3 separate regions of the Mus musculus genome follow, and regions 1 and 3 are each linked to region 2. Evidence: chromatin contacts called from public Hi-C and HiChIP or PLAC-seq data. All regions are on one chromosome and are shown on one strand. Each heading gives the region's core, a stretch centred on a gene start, on an enhancer-like site or on the middle of the called end of the contact. The rest is flanking DNA. Distances are from core to core; before and after follow the strand shown. Region 1 has its middle 12 kb from the start of Gm30624. Region 2 has its middle 19 kb from the start of Gm29916. Region 3 has its middle 19 kb from the start of Gm40763.

Region 1 (2,950 bases), core at 156-2,655, 570 kb before region 2:
TGCTTCCCTCCAGCTACCTCTCTTCAGCAGGCTGAGCTAGAGGGCTGGAGGTCAGGATGTGGCCCAGTCTCCTGTTGTAGAAATACCCGCAGGGTGATATATGCGTGTTCATTACACACCTACCGTTTGCCAGGCACCTAGGAACAGAGCCTCTCCGTGAGCTTCCCTTCACTTCATGAAGAAATGTCGTAGAGTGTATAACCTAGTCTGTAATGTCGACGAGTGGTGTGAGGAGACATGGGAGTGGATGATGGGAAAGGCCTATAATTAAGAGCTGAGGGTTGAGAGGGGGCAGCAACAGAAGCTCTAGAGAGGGGGGGCAGGAGCAAGAGGAGAAGAGAAAGGAGCAAGAGCTCTAGAGAGCAAGAGAGGGAGAGGAGGGGGCAAGCAGCCCCTTTTATAGTGAGGCAGGCACATCTGGCTGTGGTCCGGTAACTGTGGGGCAGAGCCTAGACTAAATGCCAGCACTGGGTATTTGAAGTCGTGTGAGCATTGTAAATGACCTGGAATTTTATTCTTGGTCAATGGGATGTCATTCAAAGACAGGACTAAGAAAATGGCTTTCAACAATGTTCATGGGGTCACTCTTGGGACGATGAAAAGACCACAGTGAGAAAAGAGGGTACCCAGTGAGGCCACTGGCCAGCACTACAAGATGAAAGGGGCACAATTGCCCTACTGGGGCCATGTTCAGTCTGAGATGTCTGTTAGACATCTAGGAGGAAAGGTTAATGACATAATTGAAAATGCGAGTCTGGTTTGAATTAAAAAACAAAAACAAAAAACAAATGCTGGACTAGGAGTATAGATTTTTAGCATTTGGGGGACCTGGCAAACTCAGGGAAGGGGCATTCAAAGGAAAGAAAGAAAACTGTGTAGAAAATCCACCATTCACAGCCTCACAAAGAGAAGCCTGAAAAAGAGACAAACTGGGGTGGGGGTGGGGTGGGAGTTCTGCATGATATAGAGGAAGCCCAGATAAGACTGTTACAACAGGAAACTGACCAACTCTGCCAAACTCTGCTAAAGGAGAGAGTAACCAAACACTGGTTGGTCAGTGCCTAATCTCAATTCCCCTATAGGATCCATTGCAGTGGGTTGGATGGGTTGGGGGACGCAGATAATCGAACTCTAAAGTTGCTCCCCACCTTTTGCTTTTATGACTTGACACAGCTATAAGTATCCCTTCTACACTGTCCCTTATACATCCCTAAGGACACCATTCTGACGTCCTCAATTCCTCCACCACTATTTCAAAACAAATATAGATTTTACTGGAAGAAAAAGTAAATAAAATGAAATGAGTCAACCCACTGAATCTCTCCCCAGGCCCTAAAGGCTCAGGAACAACTTCGCTAAGTGCCCTTGGGATGCCTTGCTGGAGTCAAGTGTTTACAGTAGAGTCTCCAGTTTCACTCTGAATGACCTCACTCAATAGAGCGAAGCCCGGCAGATCCGGTTTGACAGCCTCTCTCCAACTCAGCTCTAATCAGCCAAGGATCAGATCTGCTGTCACCCCATTCTTCAGGATGAATCAGCTTTTCAAGTGGAAGGGAAGGAGAATCAGTCTGTTAAGTCAAAGTTACCCGAGCTGCCCGTCTATTCATGAGAAGCTAGGGAGATTGTAAAAGGCCTCTGTTAGTTTCACATCTCAGAGAAAGAAGAAAATTAGTCTTCATCCGCTGAGGTTGGCAGAACAGAACCCATGAACTGGGTATTTCACAAGTGACAGCAATTTCCTCCCCACAGTTCTTAAAGTCCCAGTTCTTAAAGCCCAGTGACAGCAGAGTCACTGTCTTTTGAAGGAGTATTTCCTGATTCATAGAGGGCACTTTCTCACTGGGCCTTCATAGGACATGACTGCAAATGCCCACCTTTGGGTATCATCAGGAGGGGCTGCACCCCACACACGGAAGGAGAAAGTCACCTCTCCCACAGCCCCGTGATGCAAAGTCATGGCGTTGCTGATTTTGCTTCCACACAGAATTTGAGAGAACCCAAACGTTCAGACCGCAGTGGCGTGTTTACATGCACAGACAGGCATGCATATAAACACATATAAACTCATTTCCTTTTTAATCTTCTGGTTCAATGATAATCTCTTATGTGTGGAAGAGGGCACTTTTGCTTCCCAGACAGCAGCTGTCATGACGGAGACACTGCAGGCATCTCGGGTGGATGGGGAGGCCAGGATGCCACCAAAAAAAGCCCGCACAATGGACAGAACATCTCCCCACAGAAAAATCTGACCCAAAACGTCAAGAAGTTCAAGTAGAGAAACCCGGAAGTCATGACGGAAGGGCAGGAGCATCAACAGAATCTGCTTAGTCTTCAACAGCGTGGCATCTTTATTGGCCTGGTGTGTTCTAATGAATCTATGCTGTAATCTGATAATATACGATCTAATGAATCTATACTGTAACCTCTGAATGAAAATTCAGAACTGTGAACTGGAATCACAGGTGGTGATGTATGTCGCTAATATACACATCTGCCCTTGCTGAGGCCACAGAAAATCATTTTCTAAATGGATAATGTCAACCTTATATACACCAGTCCTTTTCAAACTTTGCTCAGATCTCATTAAATGGAGAAATCTGCCTCACCTTGTGGACACTCAGTTTTCTCTTCTCGAATTTACATGATCCCTTGCTTGCCTCTAGACTGAGAACAGGCTTCAAGAAAACTGACTACCAGGCTCAAGACCTCAAACTACCTGAATCCAACCGGTCCACCCAACCCAACGGGCCCCTGGTCCTAAAGTCTCTTCTGTCTTCCCCAAGCCAGGCACTAGAGGTGTGACCCAACAATGCCAGACGGGAGAAAGGTAATTAAATGATCAACACATGTACAGAGGAGCTGGCAGCATAGAACCATAAAACCCGTTCTTTCCTGGACTCAACAACCGCACCATTTGAATATCCTCACAAGCTTTCTTTTCTTTTTCTTT
Region 2 (2,877 bases), core at 295-2,794:
CTAAAACTGAAGCTATTAAATGATCTGAATGAATTCTGCATGCAACTTTGCTTTGTATTACTATATAAATAAGATAACTATAAAAATAAGAAAATAGAGTTAATTACTCCTAAAAGAATGTTCTAGACTCCTTCACATTGTGCAGCCATAATGGGGACCATTTTCTTCTGTCACAGCTTTCTCCCATGATGCTTTTGCCTTGTCACGGACTTAAAAACAACAGACCAAGCTGAGCATGGACTGAACTCTCAAACCCGAGGCTCCCACCAGAGGCTCCTCGTTTGCTCTCTATTGCTGTGATAAATATCACGGCCAAGAGTAACCTGGGAGAGGAAAGGGTTAACCCAAGTTATAATCCACCAGGAAGGGAAATCCAGGCAGGACTCAGAGGTAATGGAGGAACGCAGTTTAGAAACTTGCTCCTGGTTGCTGAGCTTATTTATTTATTTTTATTCATCCCAGAACTATCAACCCAGGAGTGGTCTGGACTATTCCACATGGATCATTGGTGAAGAGAATGCTCCCCCACAGACTTGCTCACCGGCCAATCAGATGGAGGCATTTTTCTCTCTTCCCAGATTGCCCTAGCTGTGTCAAGCTAACGCAATACTGACCAGCACAGACTTCTTGCTCATGTTCAGGAAGCTAACGGAGCACTTCTCTTAGCTAAGTCAGCTGCTTATTCTCTGCGGTTGCTGCCTCACGGTCGGACGGACGGACGTGAAGTCTGATGACTCACGCCATGCCGCTTGACAATAGCCAATCCTGGGTGCTCTGTGACCGTGACACCCCCAGCTTTGGCACTACTCACTCGCTACTCTGAATTTGAGTCTTTCCATTTCTGACACCTACAAGCCTCCCCTTTCTTACATGGATTTGAGTATGAGGAGCGGAGGGGGCCAGTCTACATCCGGTCAGTTCATGGATCAAAACAAAAGCACGACTATAAAGGATCAGAGAATCAATATTATCTATATTATCCCTCAGCTTGCGGCTACTACACCTGGGTGGGGCTGGGGGCGGGGCAGCAACCTGAGAGACGGGGGGGCGGGGGGGGGGCGGGGGGGGGCACGTTCTGAATGAAGCAAGCTTTTGATTCCGCTGCCAGAATCCTGTCTGCTTCACCTGCAAAGATGAAACAGAATTTAGAAACTTGATTGTCTGTCTTGAAGACCAGAAAGTCTGACGCTCATAAGATTGAAGGCATAGGTGATTTAAGAAACATCCACAGCAGTGACTGGTCCAAGTTCTTTGAAAAGTGTCTCGGAGGCGTTCGCTTTCCTTTCAAGATTCGGAATGCGCAAGAAGCTGCTGATTGGTGGCTTGGTTTTACGCTTAGTCTTGGATAAAGAAACACTGTTGGAAAACAAACTTGGTAACAAGAACCACACATGGAAACTACCGCATCAATGCAGGATTAATCGGCTCCAAACACGCACAGATTCCCCTCTGCTAAAGCAGGAAATACTCTGGGTCCCACCAGCTGCATCCTCCTCGCTGGAGGCCAAAGATGCCAGAGATATTTAAGCCTAAGTGCTTTCGGTTCTGTCCTGGCCAGAGGCCACGGGTGCCAGGAAATAGAAGCAGTTTTGCCTTATCTCCCTTGGCCTAAAGGAACCCTTTTCCCAGAAACCAAATATGATGTCAGGGCTGAGACCAGGAATGGGAGCGGGCTTGATCGGCTCACCCCAGCTCCAGGCCTCCATCCAGTGAGGTCTCATTGGGAGACTCACTGGAATCCCACTTTCTGGGAACCCAGTGGCATGGGGACCCTGACTTTTTCCTTTTTGAGTTTTCTGCAATAGAACCGTTCTTACTAAAACTCACCCTCTGTGAGTCATGGAATTCATTCTTCCAGTTCGTGAGAAGAGAACCTGAAAGCCACTGGCTCCAACCGCTGTGGTTTTCTGAGTTATCTGAGACCCTAGTTCCCCAAGGTGAGCTCACAGAGCAGAAGAGAGGCCCTGCTCACAGACACCTCAAACTTTACATATTGTTAGAATCTGATAAGTCAAAAATTACTTAAACTGCAACTCAAGATGGACATTGGTCAACATGGATGTAAATAATTCCAGCGTTAGGGTTAATTTAATGGCTGTGGCTGGCCTCCTTCAGATTCAAACTCATCATGGCTGCTTGGGAATGCTTAAGACAACCCACAGTTCCTTTAGGAGACTGTAGTACAAGCCATAGCTGCTAAGGCAACTCATACAAAAGAGAGCATGCTGTTGCTTTAAACAAATTCCTAGTTTTGACATAAGAAATGCAGTTCTTGGCCAGGCGGCTCAAATTCTACATAGGGAAGAAGAGTTCAGCAAGCTAACAGACAAAACGAGTGAGGGCATAGTAGCTACTGGGCAAAGATTACTATTCAAGGACAGATTACAGACTGGGCAAAGCCGGAACACGCGAGCATCAGGATTGCAACTTCTTACCTGTTTAGCCCAACCCGGAACCTTGTGCGCTTCCTGTGTGAGCATTTGGAAACCAAGTGTCAGGTGTTTGCAAGTGGGATTCCAGAAAACTGATTGTGCTTCATAGCTTGGCCAACACTGTTTTTTCCATTAATAAAGTTTGGGAGAGCAAAAGAGAAGGAGAGGAAAAGGGGGAGGAGAAGGAGGAGGAGGAAGGAGAGCAGGTGGGAGGCAAAGGAGGAGGAGAGGGAGGAGGGGAGGAGTGAGAAGAATAGGAGGAGAAAGAGGAGAAAAAAGGGGGGAAGGGGAAGAGGAAGGAGAGAAAGAGAAAGGAGGGGGAGAGAAAAAGGAAGGAGGGGAGAAGGGAAAGAGGGAGAAGGTTGTTCTATGTAATTTGTGTAGTTCTGCATTACCCCTCTCCTTCAGGGGTTCTCTTTCTATAAGCAACTTGCCTATTTTTTTT
Region 3 (2,700 bases), core at 104-2,603, 550 kb before region 2:
ATCCCTTGCTGACCTTGGGATCTACCCTGTAAGCAAGAAACTGAGGCCCCATGCATTTGATGTGCTCAGCAATGATGAAAAGTGTAACTCCTTTGCTTCTTCCAGTTAATGACATTGGGACTGTCTCCTCCATGCACGGGGAAGCGAGCTCTGGAAAAGGCCAACTTCTGTTATGGACGCTTCCTGGTCTTTTCCTTTTCTCTTCCTTTAGTTTCCCTGGATCCAAGGATGAAGGGGAGGAGTGCTTACATCAGCTGACCTACCTTTCCCATCTCCCCCTACCCACTCCCATCCCCAACACTCACATTGCAAAGTTAATTAAAAACCTAGGGCAGATATGTCTGCATGATTTGAGTAACTGGCCCCTTTGTACAAGGAGACAACAGGGAAGTTCCTGCCAGGGCAGCTCAGGTGGCTGCTCGCCTGGGAGAGAACTGAGATCTTGTCTAGGGCTTGTCACTCTTTGCATGTATCTCCAAGGCACAAGTGAGACCAGCAGGCCTGTGGCTGTGCCTGTCACACTCACTTTACCCCAGCTGTCTAGAAGCATTTGACGGCTGTGTATACATTTGTGTGTGTGTGTGTGTGTGTGAGTGTAAGTGTGTGTGTGTATGAGTGTGTGTGAGTGTGTGAGTATGTATATGTGTGTGTGTTTATGTGTGTATGAGTGTGTGTGTGTGTGTGTGTAAGTGTGTGTATGTATGAGTGTGTGTGAGTGTGTGAGTATGTATATGTGTGTGTGTTTATGTGTGTATGAGTGTGTATGAGTGTGTGTGTGTGTGTGTGTGTGTGTGTGTGTATGTGTGTGTGCTCTGCTTCTGAAGCAGAGATAAGAGCTCTCTTATGTTATTAGCACTTAGATGAGTGTCCTGAGCCATGGACATAAACTAAACCCAAAAGCAAGAAATATCACTGGGCAGCTTCTTATTGCTTCTAATTAAATGTTGCTACAATTGTCACGACTGTCCCCACAGTCCTATACTTCCCTCTAACCTCGCTAATAACCCAGGGCCAGTGTTCACTTTGTTAATGATGAGAAGGTGAGGCTGGGGAAGGAAATGCTCTCTGTACCCAAGCATCACAAGCATCAAGTGTCTGGACTGGCAACCGGTGTCCTCTAACCTGCAACAAACAGTCTTCGGAATTTACAAACAGAGATCCAAGACGTCCCTGAGCTGTGCCAGCTAAGCCAGTGGGTGCCGATGTGTGATCTGAACTACACCTCCCAATAAGCCTGCAATGATCAGCAGACCCAAAAGCGTTCCTATCTACCCAAACACACGCATAGTGTGCTGTAGGCATCTGTAAAAGCAGGTTGGGGACCGTAGTAATACAATGCTCTGGAAAGAGGAAATAGCTGGTAATTAGCTTAGTCCTTCTTATTCCCTGCTGAGAGTTTCTGCACCTGGGCACTGTGCCCACGGTAAAGGGAGAGGAAGAACCATAACCTAAGGAAGACTTGCAAGTGACTGAAGCACAGAGGTAGAAATGCCAGGGTCTTGCCTCACCCTGAGGCAGTCGGAGCAAAACAGTCTGAGTTAGAATTAGCTTCACGTCAACTGGAACGGCAGCTTAAGAACTCCTCTTGTCAGAGATTTTTTTCCCCCTTTTCCAGTCGAAAGAACTAAAGACAAGCCCGAAGTCAGAAGAACAATAAAGCAGGTAAAAACTTGCACTGAACACAAACAGAGACCCATTCTTGTGACTGGCAAGCCATAGGTCATGGTTCGGTACTTCAGTATGACGGCCGTATTCCCTCTGTGACTCACATGCTCTCTGTAGAAAGACTCTGCGGGGAGGATATGAGTAGCTAGCTTAAATAATTGCAGGGTACCTGTGCCACCGGGACTCCTGTTGCTGGAGCGACCGCATCTCTCCGTATTCAGGGAAGTGTTTTCATATGACCCAGCCAAGGAGCTCATGTCTGTGACACCCCGGGGAAATTAAGGAATGATTTTTGAGAAACGGCAGACGAAATTAAGGTTCTTGTAGAATTGGGCTGGATTTTCTCAGAAGAGAATATAAATACCAGTCTGGCAGGAAGGTACATGCCTGTAACCCTGGCACTCGGGACACAGGGGTAAAAGGCTTATGAGTTCAAAGGCAATCAAGAGCTATAAACAGAGGTGGAGGCCAATTTTGGCTACATGGTAAGACCCCATCTCAAGTAAGTAAGTAAATTAATGGCTGGCACTGTGCTCTAACAAGGTCGTCTTTATCTCTAGACTTAGAAGAATCCCATGAGATAGCAGTATTATCACTAGTATTTTTGAAGTGAGGAGACAGACTAGGAGATATTAATTAACACCCCAAGGTCACAAGTGCTAGTAAAGGCAGCCTTCCAGCCCAGTTGTGCAGGCTGCTAGACCCACCATGGCCTTCCCTACCCACTGCTCCACAAATCCTGCCCTTAAGAACCAAGGCAATATCAACACAGAGCTATTCTCTTTTTTTTTTTTTTTTTTTTTTTTTTTTTATTTATTATATGTAAGTACACTGTAGCTGTCTTCAGACGCACCAGAAGAGGGCATCAGATCTCTGTTACAGGTGGTTGTGAGCCACCATGTGGTTGCTGGGATTTGAACTTTGGACCTTTGGAAGAGCAGTCGGGTGCTCTTACCCCCTGAGCCATCTCACCAGCCCCCAGAGCTATTCTCTTAACTTTTAGAATTGTACAATATTTATTTTCATAATTGTAAA

Evidence for each region. HiChIP or PLAC-seq counts read pairs in DNA pulled down with a chosen protein or histone mark. Hi-C and Micro-C count contacts between places; a contact is called where the count stands out from the background.
Region 1: a Hi-C map of the G1E-ER4 cell line shows a contact between it and region 2, with 3 times the contacts expected there. The contact joins two enhancer-like sites. A contact is called at or near these places in 2 of 484 Hi-C or Micro-C datasets (both in the G1E-ER4 cell line) and 1 of 115 datasets of contacts at active chromatin or transcription factors (bone marrow-derived macrophages).
Region 3: a contact with region 2 is called in a CTCF HiChIP or PLAC-seq map of large pre-B cells, with 3 times the contacts expected there. The contact joins two enhancer-like sites.

What each region holds. Positions count from the first base shown.
Region 1 is chr10:111,671,451-111,674,400 of GRCm38.p6, reverse strand. No RefSeq gene overlaps it. Among named protein-coding and RNA genes, the nearest start is that of Gm30624, 12 kb to the left of the region's middle. Within about 2 kb of position 1,405, at least 155 of the 459 cell types and tissues checked have an H3K27ac peak or open chromatin away from gene starts, as enhancers often do. A contact at or near this core is called in the G1E-ER4 cell line and bone marrow-derived macrophages, where this site is marked.
Region 2 is chr10:111,101,103-111,103,979 of GRCm38.p6, reverse strand. No RefSeq gene overlaps it. Among named protein-coding and RNA genes, the nearest start is that of Gm29916, 19 kb to the right of the region's middle. Within about 2 kb of position 1,544, at least 141 of the 459 cell types and tissues checked have an H3K27ac peak or open chromatin away from gene starts, as enhancers often do. A contact at or near this core is called in the G1E-ER4 cell line and bone marrow-derived macrophages, where this site is marked.
Region 3 is chr10:111,653,679-111,656,378 of GRCm38.p6, reverse strand. No RefSeq gene overlaps it. Among named protein-coding and RNA genes, the nearest start is that of Gm40763, 19 kb to the right of the region's middle. Within about 2 kb of position 1,353, at least 29 of the 459 cell types and tissues checked have an H3K27ac peak or open chromatin away from gene starts, as enhancers often do.